Linked DNA regions of Rattus norvegicus: regions 1, 2 and 3 are each linked to region 4. Evidence: chromatin contacts called from public Hi-C data. All regions are on one chromosome and are shown on one strand. The core of a region is the stretch at or near the end of the contact, and the rest is flanking DNA. Distances in the headings are between cores, read along the strand shown.

Region 1 (4,255 bases), core at 321-2,820, 200 kb before region 4:
TATTTATACAGCATTCGGTGCGTATGGCATTTGGTGTCTATTGGAATGCCAGTCCCCAGTTGCTCATTCGAGAGGTTCTGAATCCATTGCAGTTCCCCACTGGGCTTAGTGAGCTGCAGACACACAAATCAAATCAGCGGGAGGGAGGAGGGAACCAGCCCCATCCAGCATTATGTATTTTTCATGAGAGGTAGATCATTAGCAGTGGTGAGTTCTTGCTCTGATGTGTCTTCCTTTCCCTGGTGCCCCGGTATTTTCTTCCTCTTCTCCTGCGTACCCCTCTGTTTTACATTCTGGTTTTATCAGTTCCCTTTCTCACTAATATACTTTAACAGTTTCAACATGATGTGTGCCGCTGAACAGTTTCTTATGTGCTTGGGTCTCTGTCCCCTTTTATCACCTGGCATTGCTCTCTTCCCTAGCTGATGTATGCCTCGCTGTCACATTACATTTGATACATGGCACATATTTTCACAGATTTATGATTTCAATTCCTAATGCATAAGATGACAGGCTCATATCCTGTTTTACCACAGTGTGTTGATTCTCCCCAAAGATTTAGTTTTACTGTCCATTGGAATCCCTGTCATTTCTTTTCATGCCTGCGAATACAAACCAAATAATTTACTTGGACCAGTTCTCTGTCATGTCATGTGAATTCTGTGGCACTTTCCTCCCAAATGATGGAATGGAAATGATTCATCCACCCATCTCATTCCTCAACTCAGCTTTCTCGCCTCTGGTTAAAATTAGGAAGAGGTTTAAATACAACGGACATTTTTGACGATGTGTGTAATGAGAGGGACATGCATACAAGGATGTCAGCAAGAGTTGTTCTATAAAAAGCACCAAAATAAATTATAATTTTCACTACAATTTAATTTCGTACAGAGAGTAAACATCTGGAAGTTGTCTTGGTAATCAGTTTGAATTTTTATGGTCAATCAGAGGCCTACAGGATGTCGTAGAGTTTAGAGAGAGCAGTTGTAATGTTCTACACGCTGTTCTTTGTTTCGATCATCTTTAAGAAATCTTAGAAGTCAAGGCAGTCATGAAATGGGAAAATTCCCACTTTATATCTTTACATATCTCTCCAGGGACAGCAGCATGGCTGGAGAATGGAATCTAGTATTGTAGGGGGCTTTTGCTTTGCTTTGTTTTGTTTTAAAAAAACCAATTTATTTGTGAAAGTTAAGAAGCAGTAAGGGTCTTAAGTTGGGCAGGTAACTGGGAAAACAATAAAACTCAAAAACTACCCAAGCATGAAATTCGCTTGAACCAGGAATGCTTTGAACAGTAAGTTCTCCGTGAGCATAGACTGTGGATGATGACATCTCAAAAGTGCTTTTTAAATTACAGCCCATAATAGGAAACTTGATCACACAAAATTAGCCAAACCAACCTCTTACTGTCTTAAAATAACAGCTTAAACCTCTACCCAATAGGACCCAAATAGCAGCCTGCATCTCACCCCCATAATAGCTTGGCTTGAGCCCAAGAACTAATACATACATGACACTCAGAACTGCATTCCAAATAAATAAAAAAGGAAGTGGCATTCACTGTCTCCAGAGAGCTCTCACAGAACAGTAAGCCTCCCGGGTGAGGTTGGCACTTAACTGTGCTCCAGGGTGAGAAGTGTTGAGTGACCACACCCTTCCCTGGGATCCAGGCTCTCAGTTGCAGCCTCAGCCGATGCTTCCCAAGTGCTTTGTTCTGTCTTCCATTCTGAGAGGAACTGGCAGTCTTTGTTCTGAAAGCTGAAGGAAGATTCACAGGGCTGACCTGCTGAGACTGGAAAATCACCACAAGAGAAATACAAGTTGTTTTATTTAGGTATTTAGATTGGTTTTGTTCTTGTTGTTGTTAGTTTGTTTCAGTTCATGGATGAATCAAATGGATAAAATAAAAAAAATACTGGAGGTGGGAGATTAGTAAGAGCCCCATTAAAGGAGTGGGGGAGAACTATGTTCTAGTGTCTTTGGTACAGGAAGACCCTCTGTAGGTTACCAAAAAGAAAGAGAGAAGTACAAACCCAGTCACATCCTTTGACCTACAATTTGCCTGCATTCCATATATGGCAGGGCAATGGCAGTCTAGAACTTGTGGGGGTGGTCAACCAATATCCGATTTTACTTAACGCCAGTTCTGTGAAGTGGAACCTGAATCTGACACAGCTTGACTAACCAAGAACCAGAGACTAGTTATTCTAGAGATGTAGTTTAAAACCAAACACTAGTAGGAGGGAGGGAGGGAGGGATGGAGGGAGAGAGAGAGAAAGAGAAAGAGAGAGAGAGAGAGAGAGAGAGAGAGAGAGAGAGACTCATAGATAAATAGCTTATCCAGCCATCAGAGAAACTTCCTTCAGCAACAGATGGGAACAGATGTAGAAACCAACAGCCAGACATTATGCACAGAGAGATTCTAAAACAGAGGTATCCACAAAATCCCTCCTCTCAAAGTTCAGGGAATCTTGTGGAAGAAGGAGGAGGAGGAGGTGGAGGAGGGGGAGGGGGAGCAGAGGGAGAGGGAGGAGGAGGATGAGGAGAAGGAGGAGGAGAGGGAGAGGGAGAGGGAGAGGGAGAGGAGGGAGAGGGAGAGGGGGGGAGGGAGAGGGAGAGGGGGAGAGGGAGAGGGAGAGGAGGGAGAGGGAGAGGGAGAGGGGGAGAGGGAGAGGGAGAGGAGGGAGAGGGAGAGGGAGAGGAGGGAGAGGGAGAGGGAGAGGGAGAGAGGTGGGAGAGGGAGAAGAAGAAGGAGGGGGAGAGGGAGAAGAAGAAGGAGGGGGAGAGGGAGGAGGAGGAGGAGGAGGAAGAAGAAGAAGAGGAAGAGGAAGAGGAAGAAGGAGAAGGAGAAGAAGAAGACTGTAAGAGTCAGAGGATGGAGGACACCAGGAGATCAAGGCTCTCTGAATCAACTAAGCAAGGCACATGTGAACACAGAGACTGATGCAGTAAGCACAGGCTCTACACAGTCTGAACCATGTTCTCTGTGCATGTACTGTAGCTTTAGCTTAGTACTTTCATGGGAATCCTGACTGTGAACGAGTAGATCTCTGGCTCTTGGGCCTTCTGTTGAGGTTCTTTGTCTTCTACTGGGGTGCCTGGTTCAACCTTGATGTGATGTTTTGGGTTTTATCTTATTATATTTTATTTTGTCATGTTTGGTTTTTATCTCTTTTTAAAAGGAGTGAGGAGGAGGAGAAGGAGGAGGAGGAGGAAGGGAGGGAGAGAGAGAGAGAGAGAGAGAGAGAGAGAGAGAGAGAGAGAGAGAGAGAGAGAACAATTGAAAGAAAAATAATGCAAGTCCCGGAGGAAAGGCCATAGCAAGGTTAAATCAGATTGTTGTGGGCCTGGGAAACATTCACCTCCATGGTATCTTCACACCCAGCCTATTTTTAAAATTAGATCTTACAAATGCATTGGAATGACTGAATATATGAATTAAAACACTTTCACATTGAAAGTCCATCTCTTGGCTTCTGCCTGACTTCAGTTTCAAAAGAAATGGGCCTGGGCATGAGAGGGTATACCTATAGTCTCTGCACTCTGGCAGCCTGAGGCAAGAGGAGCTTGAGTCCCAAGACATATATAGTGAGACAGCATGCTCAGGTAACTATATAGTGAGACAGCACCAAAACTTTTTTCTTTTTTTTTTATTTATTTTTTTTTTATTAACTTGAGTATTTCTTATATACATTTCGAGTGTTATTCCCTTTCCCGGTTTTCAGGCAAACATCCCCCTCCCCCACTCCCCTTCCTTATGGGTGTTCCCCTCCCAACCCTCCCCCCATTGCCACCCTCCCCCCACAGTCTAGTTCACTGGGGGTTCAGTCTTAGCAGGACCCAGGGCTTCCCCTTCCACTGGTGCTCTTACTAGGATATTCATTGCTACCTATGGGGTCAGAGTCCAGGGTCAGTCCATGTATAGTCTTTAGGTAGTGGCTTAGTCCCTGGAAGCTCTGGTTGCTTGGCATTGTTGTTCATATGGTGTCTCGAGCCCCTTCAAGCTCTTCCAGTTCTTTCTCTGATTCCTTCAACGGGGGTCCTATTCTCAGTTCAGTGGTTTGCTGCTGGCATTCGCCTCTGTATTTGCTGTATTCTGGCTGTGTCTCTTAGGAGCGATCTACATCCGGCTCCTGTCGGTCTGCACTTCTTTGCTTCATCAATCTTGTCTAATTGGGTGGCTGTATATGTATGGGCCACATGTGGGGCAGGCTCTGAATGGGTGTTCCTTCAGTCTCTGTTCTAATCTTTGC
Region 2 (4,864 bases), core at 1,601-4,100, 140 kb before region 4:
ATCAATGAAGACTGTCACAGAACTATATGTAGGGGTAACAGGAAGCTGAATATGCTGGGATTGTGCCATAAATAAAGATTAGAAATCAAAGGACCCTGGGTTACAATGGCAGTTCTCAATATGTAAACTATGTGAACTTGGTTGAATTATACAATTTTTTAAAGCCTCTACTTTTTGTTTCAATATTTGGCTATCCAAGCTACTTTTTCAGGTGGCTCCAAAATATTTTGATTATTTATATCTGTGAAACATAATACCCAAAACAACTATTGCTTTTATGGGATCACAAATTTCACCTCAAGTGGGCAGTGTGTCTCTGTCCACATGGGTATCATTTGAGTTGACTGGGCCTGGAGGCCCCAAGAGGTATTGTAATGTGACACGTCTCCACATCTATATGTGTGAGCACTGTGGTATACTGTCCTTTAAATCTTCTATCCCTAGTGACTCTTCTTCTCTAAGGGATCAGCAAACTTCCTGTGTTCTAAACTGATGCCCTATGACATATGTCATAACTACCAGGCTATTCCAGCATGAAAGCAACTACAAACGATGAGCCAGCAAGTCAACAGCACTGTATTTCCAGAAAGTTCTATTTATGATATGAATATTAATATTTCATATATGTCTTTTTAGCCTCTCCCCTGTTTAAAAATGTAAAACCAACTCGTAGCCTAAGGATCATCAAGAGAGGTGAACTAGAACTCCAGAACCCAAGTGGAGATTGCAGAAGACGCATACGACTTATGCTTGGTATGATGGCACATGTCTGCCATCCCAGCACGCTGGAGGCTAAGTGGATAATAAGTTTGAGGCCCAAATCGACTATAGAGCAAGTTCCAGGCCATTGCTACAAAGTGAAATTGAGCCTCAGAGAGAAAGAAATAAAATAAAATAGTTGTTGCTTGGAGACACAATAGTACCTATTTTGTTCAGCTTGTATTAAGAAATTAATAAAATATGGAAAGTATTCATGGTGAATGTAAGAACCAGTCATTGTTATGAAGATTGTTATTATTTTATGCCATGGTTTAGAAATAATTTATCATTTTCAATTATCCTAAGGGTTTCTAGGATTCATAAAAGTCTAGACAACAAAACATAACAAGATGCCAAGAAAATCAGGGTCTAATAGATTCAGAAGTTGTTTTGTCTTTTTTTTTTTAAACTGATTCATTTCAGAAAAGAATTGTTTTAAACAAAGAAAAAACAAAACTGGGCCTTTACTAAAAAATATATAAATAAAATCGCTTCTCGGCCTTTTGGCTAAGATCAAGTGTAAAATATAAATAAAAAGACAAATAAATTTTTAGATAAATATGTTCTATTTACCTTTGTAACAGCTAGATAAAATTGATATTTGCGTAAATAATATGGTAGACAAATCTGAGCTATTCCTCTTCATTGCATAGCATAAAACATAACAATTGATAAATCAGCAAAAAGTCTGATTTGTGATTGCAAAATGGGCAGGACCTGAAACCTTTGGAGTTTTGCAAGTAGATACAGTTTCATGTGGTGAGTTTCTAAAATAAGACAGCAAGTGGATGAAAGGATCAACACATGAATAAAAGCATGAACAACTGCAAATAAACTAGATTCCTGAGTAATAAATCTTGAATCTCACCGTTTGATCACCCTTATCAGGAAGAAGCCTGAGAAAATAGAAGCTCTCTGCATCCTGCCCAGAAGGTCAAGGATGCTCTGGGCGTCATTGGCTTCACATTCCAAAGAGGAGGACCCTCCACTGAGAATGCAAAGAATGGCTCGGGTCTTGATGAAGCCACTGCTGAAGGGGCAGCCTTCCCACTGGACCACAGCAAGGCAGGATTCAGGGTTTTCAAAACTGTATACACTTTGAAGTTACTCAGATGTTATCCAGAATCTTTGTTGATGTGGGCCAACTGCCCCGCATTCCATTAGGTGAGAAAAACGTCCACAAAGTTGCAGGCAAAATGTGCTACAAGTTTTAATCAAGCAACATAAGAGACACACATGGAAAAAACAGCAGAGGGCCTTGCCAAACATAATGGTGGCTGTCTCCGAGTAGCAAGATTCAAATTGACTTATTGACCTGTTTCCTTTGACTTTTTTCTTTGTTTTCCAAGTTTGCTGCTGTGTGTGTTACTTTTAAAATAGAAAAGTTATTTTTAAACAAGACTAGGTCAGGAAGAGGTTGCCAACAATAATGCGTTATTAATTAATAAAACAAATCATTTGACAGTCCTTGCTGAACAATGTCCTACCTCAGCACGTTATATCACAGTGTGGTTTTAATCTTTCATATGGGATGCAGTTAGGAGGCATCATATGTATTTTATTGTTATTAGTTCCTGTTACACTTCACTAACAAATCAAAACATGTGAAGAAAGTTGCCCATAAAATCGCATATTCACAGACAGGGAACACCCTGAAAACAATCCCAAGATCTGAACTGTAAACCCTGCTGAATTAGACTTGGACCAACTTGTTGCTCAATGAATTATTACTATCAAGCTGGAATGATTGTCACTGCTGATTAAAAACCAAAAAAAAAAAAAAAATTCTTTTCTTACACGTTTTCTACATTGAGTCACCAACGCCCGTCTGTAGTTCTGCAAACTCTCTAACAATGCTTGAATCCTGGAGCACTGCCATCTTGCCAGCTCGGATTTTCAGAATCTATCACTTTGCCCATCCACTAAAAATAGCAACAGCTTTTGGTTTAATCCACTGCTCCCTGACTTGATTTTGTGATGCATTTGCCAGTTTAGGAACATAAATTGTCAGGCAGCGTTCTTTCAACCTCCTGGCTTGGTATCGACTGACTCTTCTGTGCTTGCCTCACCTAAAGGGTTGGTTACTTGTCACCTGATCTGTTTGCTCAAAGTGCTTGACAAGTACATGCCCTCATCGTTGCTGAGTCAGGGTCTCTGAAAGCTGAGAACTTCACCTGTGAATTCCAATCCCTTAGATCTTCAAGAATGGGGACCTAACCCAGCATGGTAGCTCACACCTGTAATCCCAGAACTCAAATGACTGAGGCAGAAGGATCATCCTGAGTTCAAGACCAGTTTAGGCTACATAGATCCAGACTGACCCGGACAGCTGTATGAGACCCTGTCTCAAGACAACTGCAGCAAAAGAGTTTAAGAACTGATCCGAGAATTTAAAACCAGCCTGAGCTGCATGAGTTCTACCAAGAAGGGGGAAGAGGAGAAGGAAAAGGATGAGAAGGAAGAGGGAAAGAGAGGAGGAGGGGAAGGGGGAAAGATAAGAGCACCAGGCCAACCAAAGTGACACAGTCACTTCAAGAAAAGAGAGAGGGAGGGTAGAGGGGATGGGAGTGGCTATGTGCTGGGGTATTGTTTTGTTTCCATATTAAAATCTAATCCAAGAAGAAGGAACCTAGCCATGAATAGATCCATCTAACTCATTCCCAGTGCCTCAGTCTAGAGATACAGTTCAGTAATATACCTCTTTGCTTGCCTAACATGTACAAAAGGTACACAGTGTCCCACCAGGAAAAAAAAAGCCTGTTATGTGTGATTCCAGCACTTGGGAGACTGAAGTGGCAGCAGTCGTGAGTTCAACACTAACCTGGGCTACAGAGTGAGACAGAGACTCTTTTGCAAACAATCAAAGCAGTTGTTTTATATCTATGATCAGATGGCAGAAGCGCGGCCTGACCCCTTGGGATTTCTTTCAACTCTGCCGAACTTGGCATTTCCCCCTGTGCATTGATTGAACAAATATTTGCAAAGTGCTGCCAGCCCGAAGAGCTGTGTGCTAAGATGTTCGTGGACACCTAGTCGCCAAAGGCGACTGTGTCCTTCAATAAAGGGACCTTACCATTACACTTGCATGCTGGTTAGTTTGTGTAAATTCTTTCCCACATAAATAGTACCAAAACAATTCCATTCTGTTTCTTTAGGCTATGTATTTCGAGGAATCCTTGAATCTGCTTAATTTCTCTCTCTCTCTCTCTCTCTCTCTCTCTCTCTCTCTCTCTCTCTCTCTGTGTGTGTGTGTGTGTGTGTGTGTGTGTGTGTGTGTGTGTGTGTGTGTGTGTTTAAAGAAATAATCCTTACAGAGTTACTTTGGAAAATTCTAATTGATAAATCCTGTGTACAAAATTGAGTCCCCACTGTTCTCCCTGGGGATGCTAGGGAAGGAACCTACAGGCAACTTTCTGCATGGATAATACAATGTGGTTTGTTGATAGCAGGCAGTAACTTATTCAAGTCATGGATGAAGGGTTAAGTGCATCTATTAAGGATCCCACAGCCACTGACTATAGGTTTCTTATCCATATTAGATGTCCCTTAACCAGCAGAACATTATTGTTCCTTCTGTTTCTCCACTCAGTGACCCCTCTTCACGATATTACCACTCATCAGTTCAGGCTCCCTTAGCATTAGTTGTTCCCTGGTGTTGCTGGTAACAGTCTAATTTCCTTCTAAGACCAGCAGAGGCTATTAACTTTCTGTTCCAGAAACTCCTCCAGTGTGCAATGCTTCAAGGCAAAGAGAAGTATATTTGCAGAGGATGAGAGGAAGAGCAGCTTGGCCAGCCTCCCCCAAATCCAGCCAGGAGAATTATCATGGCCTCCAGAAAATATAAACCAGCTCCCATAATCTCAGTCCAGATGTCTTTACATCCATTTTTTTTGATCGGATACTTTAAGTAGACTCAGCCTTATCATCATGACAGATTTTCAGAGTCTCGGAAGAGCAAGGTCTATGCCTGGAAGACAGAGAAATCCCATGGTGGAGGATGCAAAAACTAGAAGCTGATTCCATAAAAGGGACTGTACAAAATGTTCACATTCTCTCTTCCCTGAAAACAGAGAACTCTTTTTAAACATAAGAATTACCATGAGTG
Region 3 (4,769 bases), core at 1,670-4,169, 230 kb after region 4:
AATAAAAGTACATTAGCATGACATATTAATATATTATCAGGCCTTCAAAGACAGTAAAGAACAGTCAGAAAGCACTCTGAACAGCGATAACCACTGGTTCTCAGAAAGACAACCATGAATCGCAGAATAAAAATGTCCATGCACATGCCATACACCAACGTTTAAACATCAAAAATCTTGAAGAGACTGAAAATATAAAAAGGAAGGACGGAGAATCCTACCCAACAGGCACAGTGCACATTCTGAAGGGAGGAAGAGAGACAACAGGAAGGAAATGAAAACCAGAAGGGAATTAGACTGATCACCAAGCCTGGATCCTGGAAAGCAAAGAGGCAGTGTCTTCAGAGCTCGGAAGGACGACGCTTGAAATCACATTCCGTGACGCCAGGCTGTGTTAGTAATAGCGTAGGTAAGAGCTCAGGGGTGAAATGGACACATTTCCAGGCAGACAAGAGTTTATAGAGATTTGAGTACTCAAACTACATGAAAAAAAATGTGCCTAAAGAATTTCCTCAGCAAAGGTGATAAGCTGGGAATCAATGGACTGCAGCTTCTGACTCAGCCCAGAAAGAGTGAAGGCAACGGAACTCAACTGAATGGGACGTCTTTTTTCAGACAAGAGGATTTGCTAACATCAGATTTCATGCTCTCGGCCTTGGACCTAATATATTGGCTTCTCAGCATGCACTTGAGTGTGTTTATTACCTTTCAACTTTTAAATGCAAATTGTTCCTGAAGCACTACTGATCGATTGTAGCTAACAAAACAATACACATTATAAAAGTAGTATAATATAAAAACTGCAAAGTAATATAATTTCATATGAACGTGTAGCTAATGTAATTTGGAAGCACTCCTCTCTCTATATTTATAATTTGTTGTTAATTAAAAAAAAACTAAATGAGAAGAGATAGAAGAAAGCAGTAGTGGATGTAGTATTAATATTTTATAAATCGTCACTAATGCTGACAAACCAAAAAGTAGAGGTTTAAATTTTTTACAATTCAGAATCCTAGGAAATTAAAAGTAATATAAATATCAAAAAAAGAAAAAAGAAAAGAAAAAATGGAAAGGAAGCCCAGACTTAAGCCAGAATTTGATAAATCGACTGAAAATGTTCTTTAAAATTATAGTTGAAGGGGTAGACAGGTAGCTTAACTGGTAATGTGCTTGCCTTGCAAACACAAGGCTGTGAGTTCCAACCCCAGAACACATCTAAAAAGGCTGGTGGTAAAGATGGATGGGCCCCTGGGTCTTGCTAGCCAGCTAGCCTAACTTAGTGGCTGATATCAGGCCAATCAAACACCACCTAAAGATGATACCTCAGGTGATCACTGGCCTATGCATTAACACAGACACATGGAAACATGTATCTCACACCCATACACTCAGGAGGACATATGAGTGGAGGTGCCTGTTGAAACCAGAGGCTTTAGATCCTGCGGGAGCCTGTAGCTGGAGTTACAGGCAGTTGTGTGATGCCTCAGGTGGGCGCTGGAAACTCAACTCCATCTACTCCTTAACTAAAGAGCTCTCTTCCACTCCCACTACTTATTATTGTCTGCACAGCATGCGTTTACTTTGGATCACGTTGATAAGCAGACACATCAAACATACAATTGGGTAATAAGGTGGAGACAGGAACGTCATCTCTATCTCTTACAAAGTGCCTACTAGTGTAAGGGGTTTCGTTTGTTTGTTTTTACGTTTCATGATTCATGCTATGTAAGATAGAGTGGCCCGAAATTTGGGGTCCTCTTACCACCGCCTCTAGAATGTTGGGATTACAGCAAGTCCTAGCATGCTTGGGAAAACCAAAACTAAAACCAACACTTTTGAGTAAGCAAGTTGTAAGTTCCTAGGATTATTTATAACAAGTCTATCTAAAAAGGTAAACAATTATTTGCTTTAAAAAATACTGACAATTGAAAACATTTTCTTACCTATCTACAGTCACTTCAGACAAGTCTTTCTTAAATGTTTGAAATATTTTGGGATAGCCTGTCAAATGAAACATTAAACAGTTTAGCCACTTCATGCCACAGTTTCTCCAAGGCAAGTTTTGTTCCCAGAGAACATTTGGTGAGGGCTGTACCAGCGTGGTTGTCACAGGGCTGTGTGTATGATTTGTGTACGCTGATAAACAAAATATCCTAGAATGCACAAGGACACCATCCTTTCCCCCAACAGTAAAGATACGCCGCCCACAGTAAAATGTGAACTTTGAGTTCAAGAAGCTCGTTCTAAATGCTCTGCTTCCCTTTAAAATAAGACAGAGATCCCAGCAAGGAAGTTCATTCAGTGCACAGGAGAGAGCGGCCGGCCGTGTTATAGCAGAACTGCTTCAGTAAGTAGTTCAGCACCCCACAGGCAGTAGTGCCCCAGGATGACCACAACTTCCACCTTTCACTTTTGCTGAAGGATTTCCTTTACATCCTACACTAGGAGCTGTCATAGCAGTTAGCCAAGACTTGATAGTGTAAGAGCAGTGGGGGAGGGGGAAGCACAGGCCGCCTTTCAGGCCAGGATCCCAAGGGAGGAGAAGCCCAACGCTACTTTTGTGGGCCGAGATGCTGGAAGCAGGAGAACCGTCGCTGCGTGGCGCTGGCAGCTCTTCTTCGCTCCATGAGGGACTGGACAACGGGCTGGGCGGGGGCGTAGAGCTCAGGCTGGGGCTGGACACACTAGTTAGGCGGGGACGAAGTTCCACCGAGTCTTCGTCAAAGACTCCACTGAGGTCCACCGCCTTCCAGATATCATCTTCCATCAACAACTCAGGGAACTCGCTCAGGCTTGACTGCTGCTTGCTCGCCCTATCATCCCTCCTCTGAGCTCCCTGCTTCTCCTGCTTTCCCTCCTCCTCCTGCTCTCCCTGCTCCCCCTGCTCCCCCTGCTTCCCCTGCTCTCCCTGTTCCCCCTGTTCCCCCTGCTCTCCCTGTTCCCCCTGTTCCCCCTGCTCCCCCTGCTCCCCCTGCTCCCACTGTTCCCCCTGTATCCCCTGTGCCTCCCGTGCTCCCTGCTCCCCCTGCGTCCCCTGCGCCTTCTCTTCCACCATCTTCTCTTTCCCCTTCGACGCTTCATTCTGCTCTTTTAACTTTGGATTGCTCTTTCCAGGATTCTGTACACCCTGATGCCACATGTCTGCCGGCAGCCCCCGCAAAGCTCAGTGGTTGAGCGTCTGTCTCCCAGGGCAACCTACGACCTTTCGACCTTTCGGGGGTTTAAAGCCACAGGACCCCTTTAGCGCTCCCGGTGGTAGGTGGTCCCTCACTCCCCACCCAGAGCTAACCTTCTTTCTGCCTTTGCTTTCAAGGTCTCTGAGCCCCTCCCAGATGGCAAAGAAGCAACCTCCCTTTCCTTGGAGTCAGCCCTTCTCGATTTTTAAGAGGATATGGCTTCTGGGAACCAATACCCACAATGTCACTTGGCACTGAGGGAACTGTGGAATTTGATTTTTTAGTAGAAGAATGCCTTTTGGAAATTACAGTAAAATTCTGCTTATGATATTAGACACCACATTTGGTCTGTAGTTTGCTGACTTATGATTACATTATCTTATGTTTGCTGCTGCTGCTGCTGTTGTTTGGCATCCTGTATATTTTGCTGCTGAGATATTTTGGGCTACTCTAGCCCTAGTTTGGTTGATTGCTTGATCCATCCTTTTGTTTTGGAAATAGAAAACTTCTATGTTACTTTAAATTATTTTTTTGTGTACAATATTTGCACATACTAAAGATGGTATTCAGGAAAACATGGTGGGCATCTGGTTGACTCACTCATTGGATGCCCAGGGTCAGGCCCGTGAGTCACTAAGCGTGATTTCTGCTATTTCACTTGACTTCTGTTAGTCTATTTCTGGGGGGAAACTGGGAACGATGATGCCTTTAAGATATTTGTGGGTATTGATTATTATGGAATAATGGCCTATAATTTTAGACATAGTCTAAGACCACTGGGAACGCCACCGTAGGGACGTGGAGGTACTGAATTTAACTGCAGTGTGACATTTTTGGAAGGTCCTATCTGAGGATAGACTTCCCCCAAAGTGGTTTGGGAGAGGATCTAAGGAGCTGCTCATGTTTCGGGAGGCAGGGCAACTCCATGATGGAGACTATGTGGTGGCACAGTGGCCTTAACGTTTGTTTTCATTTAGACAAACACACATGGTCCCGTTTTGTGGTTGGTTCACTGAGCAATTATTTTTATGGCTGCTAATTCGACTCTATATTTATTAAGCACTCCTGTGAGCCAGGTCTCTGTTGGGTGGAGAGCCAGGACACTAGGTAAAAGCCTGCCTAAGTAGCTGTCAAAGAGTACCTAACTACTTGGCAGGGTTCATCAAGGTCACAGGCATTAGAATATAGACCAGGGAGTGGGTGGCAGAAGAGGTCCAATACTCCTGTGGGTGGGGCAGAGAGAAACTGCACAGAATGTTTTTGAAAGACTGGAAGGTCTCCAAGGCCAATGGAATGCTTGCTACAGGCTAGTGAGGCAGTCCAGATGTTTGAGTGGCTTGGGAAGAAAGGTCAAGTGTGGGCGGACAGGACCATGGAGAGCAGCACATCAGACTCAGGGCAGGAAGTCGCGCTCCAGAAACCTTGTGCGGTTTGGGAGTGAGAGCAGTAGGTGGGACTTTAAGAAGTCCGATTCAGACAGTTTTAGAACGTTGGGAATGGGTGCTAGGGAATGAGCCCAGGGCCTGCGGAATGCTCCTTACAACCGAGCTTCTGTCCTACTAAGAGCGCTCTGGTGGTGTAAGCACTCTTAGG
Region 4 (4,435 bases), core at 1,293-3,792:
TAATAAGATAATGCAATATCATGATCAGGCATATGGTATTTATTTTTCTGAAACTAACATAGTTTCATAAACTGATAACCAATTTTAACATCAAAATTAAAATAATCTATTATAAATTCACATTGGATTTAACAAGCCAATTATTTCTACCATATTGTCTTGAGAAATTACTGATTACAGATTTAGAAATGAAGTATTCCATCAGCTATCTCAGGCATAATAATAACAGCATGTAACAGTTTCGTTTTTTCCTGTGCCCCCTCAAGAAACAGGGAGGTATTGGTTTTTATACTGACCTCTGTCATTTGGGTTTGAAGCACAGTTTCTATTGAGTTTAAAATATTTATCTCTGTAAATTACAGCTAAGTACCTTAAAAAACTGTGTAAATTTTAATTCTCAATCTGTTGTTGGATAAAAGAGTTCTTTTACGGTTGAAGAACTGAGTAAACTACTTTAAATGAGTCAGCCTGATATGATCTCTAAAAGCTGCAATAAATCTGACATCTTGAGTTCCAGCAAAACTTCTCAGACTTTAGCTAAATGGGAGCTCTTTTCATATATCAAGAGTTCAAGAGTGGCCAGTGTTTAAAATAACATCCTCACCCTCCCAATGTGGAGCTGATTGCCAGCACTTGGGAGGCAGAGGCAGGAAGCTCACTCTAAGTTCAAGGCCACTTTGGTTTAAGTAAGTAGCCTAGGCTACAACAGGTCTCTCTCCCTCTTTTTTTTTTTTTTTTTTCAAATGGACTCTTGGTTTTGATTAGGAAGTAGCTACCAGATGGAAAATTCAGTGGCACTTTCAGAGCTGCTGTCTGACTTAGTCCTGGAAGAAAGAGGTATTTTATTGTGCATGATGCAAACCAAGTAACAACAAGGCCTTAGCACAATCAAAAGAGCTCCACTTATTTAACACCATAGGCTCTTCAACTTTGGAACCTATAAGCAGATTTCACGTTCAACGTCTCAAAAGTTAAATGAACTCTTGCAGGCTTGAATCACAGCAAATCCTGGGAAATTTGGAATATGTTACTAACTCCTAATCTTTTTCGAAACCCGACTTTACTCTGGGCAAGTAATCATCCCTAACGCTGTTGTTGAAAACAGAATTTCTGTCTGAAAGATCATCTTTCTAATTCAGTCTGGCTTGCTGTTCTGTGTTTGTCACCCTCGTTTCTCTTAAATCTCACTTCTCCGACTATCATATTTTCAGGGCTTTTTAACGCGACTCGCTTTCTCCAGACATACATCTCTTCTGCAGCTGGATCGCCCTACTTTTCTCCCCTATCACCCGGGTTCCACTAAGACTCTGTTAAACGTTAGACCCAGCACATGACCTCGGGTCATCCAGGATTTCCACACGCCGGCACTAAACCGTGCGACGTTCCAGGATTGCAAATAAAAACCGTCCTCTGGCGTCTCAACTCCTAATGAACCTGCAGCGTAAAATTTAAATTTGAAAAAATTTTAAATAAAGAACCCGCTCCCTTTTCTCTGCCCTTTGGCCCCGCCCACGAACCCCCCTCAAGCCTCCACGAGAAGCTGCAGGAAACCGGAGGGGGCGGGGCGGTGACGTCACGACGCCGACGCGTCACGGAACGGCGGCGGCTGCGGCGCTGGCGGTGGCTGCGGCAGCGGCGGCATTTTAGTCTGCGGCGGCAGCGGCTGCGGGGCTGCTGCTCCTCCCAGCATCCCTGGCGCGGCCATTTCAGCCCCATCTTGGCCGAGTGGAGGGAGCTGCAGCCGCTGCTTCAGCAGTTTGAATTTCAGTTTTTCCGGAGTCTACGAACCGGCCGCGCCGAGGAGAAGCGGAAGACGCCTCCACCGGTCCCCCTCACGCCGCCGAGCGCCTCCGCACGCTTGCCGTTCCTTCAGCCGCCGCCGCCCCTCACGCGCCTCAGAGCCGCGAGGAGGCCGGGCCCGCCGCAGCGGGTGGCTCCCTGAGGGAGGCCAGACTGCCGGCCTTCCCCGCCCCCGAGCGGGCTTCCGCCGCCACCGCCGGCATGGCCCCGGGACTGCGCTCGGGCTAGAGCCCGGGACGGAGGGCTGCCTCCCGCCGCGGACCTCCAGCCCCGTCAGGAAGCGCCGGTCCCGGCCTCGCCGCTCCGCCTTCTTCCTCCGCGTCGCCGCGCGGGAGCAGCCGCGGGACCCGGCCAAAAGAGCCCGAGCGGGGCAGAACCGCCCCTCACGCCGCCGCCGCCGCCTCCTGCGCCCTGCGCTCCACCCCCAGCCGGGCCTGCTGACCGCGCCGAGCGCCGGGCTGGACTGACCGCGGCGGCTGAGCTGTGCGAGCAGCCGGCCCGCCCCTGAACCACGCTCGGACCGTCACTGACGGGTTGAATTGAGGCACCACTGCCGCGGGAGGTGAGAAGGAAGGAGGAGGATGTCGCGCCTAGACGCCGGCGCCCAGAGCAGCCCGTGACTTGCGGCGTGGGCCGTAGACCCAGGCGCGAACTCGGACTTTGTCTTTGGGGGCCCGTGCTCGGCCCTTCTCGGTTTCCGGTGGGGTCCCAGAGGAGCCTCTGTCCTCCAGCCTTTTCCACCATGTCCAAGATGCCGGCCAAGAAGAAGAGCTGCTTCCAGATCACCAGTGTCACCACGGCCCAGGTGGCCACTAGCATCACCGAGGACACCGAGAGCCTGGACGACCCGGACGAGTCGCGCACGGAGGACGTGTCCTCCGAGATCTTCGACGTTTCTCGGGCCACGGATTACGGCCCAGAGGAGGTGTGCGAGCGCAGCTCCTCGGAAGAGACGCTCAACAATGTCGGGGATGCGGAAACTCCCGGGACTGTGTCCCCGAACCTCATCCTAGATGGGCAGCTGGCAGCCGCTTCAGCTGTGCCCGCCAACGGAGGCGGCGGCGTGCCGGCCCGGAGCGTGGCAGGGGCACTCTCCCAGACCCTGGCGGCGGTTGCCACTTCAGTGTCTGCTCCTGGGCCAAGTAGTGCAACTCCATCTCAGCCCCCTGCCACTTGTAGTTCCCGTTTCCGCGTGATCAAACTAGACCACGGGAGCGGAGAGCCGTATCGGCGCGGCCGATGGACGTGTATGGAATACTACGAGCGGGATTCAGATAGTAGCGTCCTCAGTAGGTCCGGGGATTGCATTAGACACAGCAATACTTTGGAGCAGACTGCAGAGCGGGACAGCGGCTTGGGCGCCACCGGAGGGTCGGTGGTGGTGGTGGTGGCCTCCATGCAGGGGGCGCACGGGCTGGACTCGGGAACTGACAGCTCCTTGACTGCTGTGTCACAGCTACCCCCGTCGGAGAAAATGAGCCAGCCCACTCTCGCCCAGCCGCAGAGTTTCAGCGTTGGGCAGCCACAGCCTCCACCGCCCGTAGGTGGGGCTGTGGCTCCAAGTTCGGTGTCGCTGCCGCTGTTCCCCGGAGCAGCGACCGGGTCGCAGCCAATGACGGCAGCCACTCAGCCAACTCAGCTCCAGGGAGCCGTAGCCGGCGGCGCCCTCCCCGGGCCTGTTGGCCAGGGGCTGCCGCCGCCGCCGAATGTCAACCTGGCACAGCCTGTGGCCCTGACAGCTCAGCCTGGCCCGGCGGTCGGCTCCTCGTTGTCACAGCAGTTCGCCTATCCCCAGCCTCCGATACCACCCGGGCATTTGTTGCCGGTCCAGCCATCGGGCCAGAGTGAGTACCTGCCGCCGCACGTGGCCCTGCAGCCACCAAGCCCTGCGCAGCCCTTGTCTACCAGCGCTAGCGCGACCTCTGCTTCAGCGGCCAGCTTTCCTCTGGGATCTGGCCAGAGCGTTTCTTCCTTGGGTGCCCAGATGATGGGCGCCTCTGCCCAGCCCAGTGAAGTCGTGGCCCCGGGTCCGGTTCCCGTGGGCCAGGCCGCTCCTTGTCAGCCGGCCGGAGTGGCCCCAGCTGCTATAGGAGGCGTGGTGCAGCCTGGCTCTGGGCTGACCGGGGTTGGGCAGCCCCAGTCCGTGCAGCCTCCGCCACATATGGGTGGCAGTGTTCAGCTGTCAGCCGTGCCTGGTGGTCCTCACACCGTGGTGCCCGGAGTTCCAAACGTGCCTGCAGCGGTACCCGTTCCAAGCGTGCCTGTTGTGCCCACCACTTCTGTTACTATGCCAAATGTACCCGCGCCTCTGGGCCAGTCTCAGCAGCTGAGCGGCCATACGCCAGTCAGCCGGAGCAGCAGCGTCATCCAGCAAGTTGGTCCACCCTTAGCGCAAGGCACACACAGTGCACCAACAAGTCTACCACAGTCTGATCTAAGCCAGTTTCAGACTCAGACCCAGTCTTTAGTCAGGCAAATTGACGATACTAGAAGAAAATCAGAACCCCTACCTCAAGCACCACTTTCTCTCATTGCTGAAAATAAGCCTGTTGTGAAGCCTCCAGTTGCAGATGCCCTGGCAAACCCTCTTCAATTAACACCTATGAACAGTCTGGCCACCTCTGTATTCAGCATA

The links. A called contact is a pair of places that touch in the nucleus more often than the background predicts.
Region 1: a Hi-C map of the A7r5 cell line shows a contact between it and region 4, with 6 times the contacts expected there. The contact joins the enhancer-like site here to the promoter of Tsc22d2 in region 4. A contact is called at or near these places in 3 of 12 Hi-C or Micro-C datasets (the A7r5 cell line, kidney and liver).
Region 2: a contact with region 4 is called in a Hi-C map of liver, with 2.4 times the contacts expected there. The contact joins the enhancer-like site here to the promoter of Tsc22d2 in region 4. A contact is called at or near these places in 5 of 12 Hi-C or Micro-C datasets (the A7r5 cell line, the Rat2 cell line, kidney and 1 more).
Region 3: a contact with region 4 is called in a Hi-C map of liver, with 2.6 times the contacts expected there. The contact joins the promoter of Erich6 here to the promoter of Tsc22d2 in region 4. A contact is called at or near these places in 2 of 12 Hi-C or Micro-C datasets (Schwann cells and liver).

Annotation. Positions count from the first base shown.
Region 1 is chr2:144,600,276-144,604,530 of GRCr8, forward strand. The region is part of intron 1 of Rpl12-ps2 (ribosomal protein L12, pseudogene 2); the gene reads right to left. Among named protein-coding and RNA genes, the nearest start is that of Kmt5al1, 160 kb to the left of the region's middle. Within about 2 kb of position 1,571, at least 3 of the 93 cell types and tissues checked have an H3K27ac peak or open chromatin away from gene starts, as enhancers often do. A contact at or near this core is called in the A7r5 cell line, where this site is marked.
Region 2 is chr2:144,654,056-144,658,919 of GRCr8, forward strand. The region is part of intron 1 of Rpl12-ps2 (ribosomal protein L12, pseudogene 2); the gene reads right to left. It also overlaps the pseudogene LOC120101116. Among named protein-coding and RNA genes, the nearest start is that of Rpl12-ps2, 130 kb to the right of the region's middle. Within about 2 kb of position 2,851, at least 4 of the 93 cell types and tissues checked have an H3K27ac peak or open chromatin away from gene starts, as enhancers often do. A contact at or near this core is called in liver, where this site is marked.
Region 3 is chr2:145,025,016-145,029,784 of GRCr8, forward strand. It overlaps Erich6 (glutamate-rich 6), which reads right to left and starts at 2,920. Exons shown (of 14, transcript NM_001024300.1): 1 at 2,557-2,920; 2 at 1,944-2,001. The coding sequence starts at 2,767.
Region 4 is chr2:144,794,498-144,798,932 of GRCr8, forward strand. It overlaps Tsc22d2 (TSC22 domain family, member 2), which reads left to right and starts at 2,543. Exons shown (of 4, transcript NM_001191960.1): 1 at 2,543-4,435. The coding sequence starts at 2,543.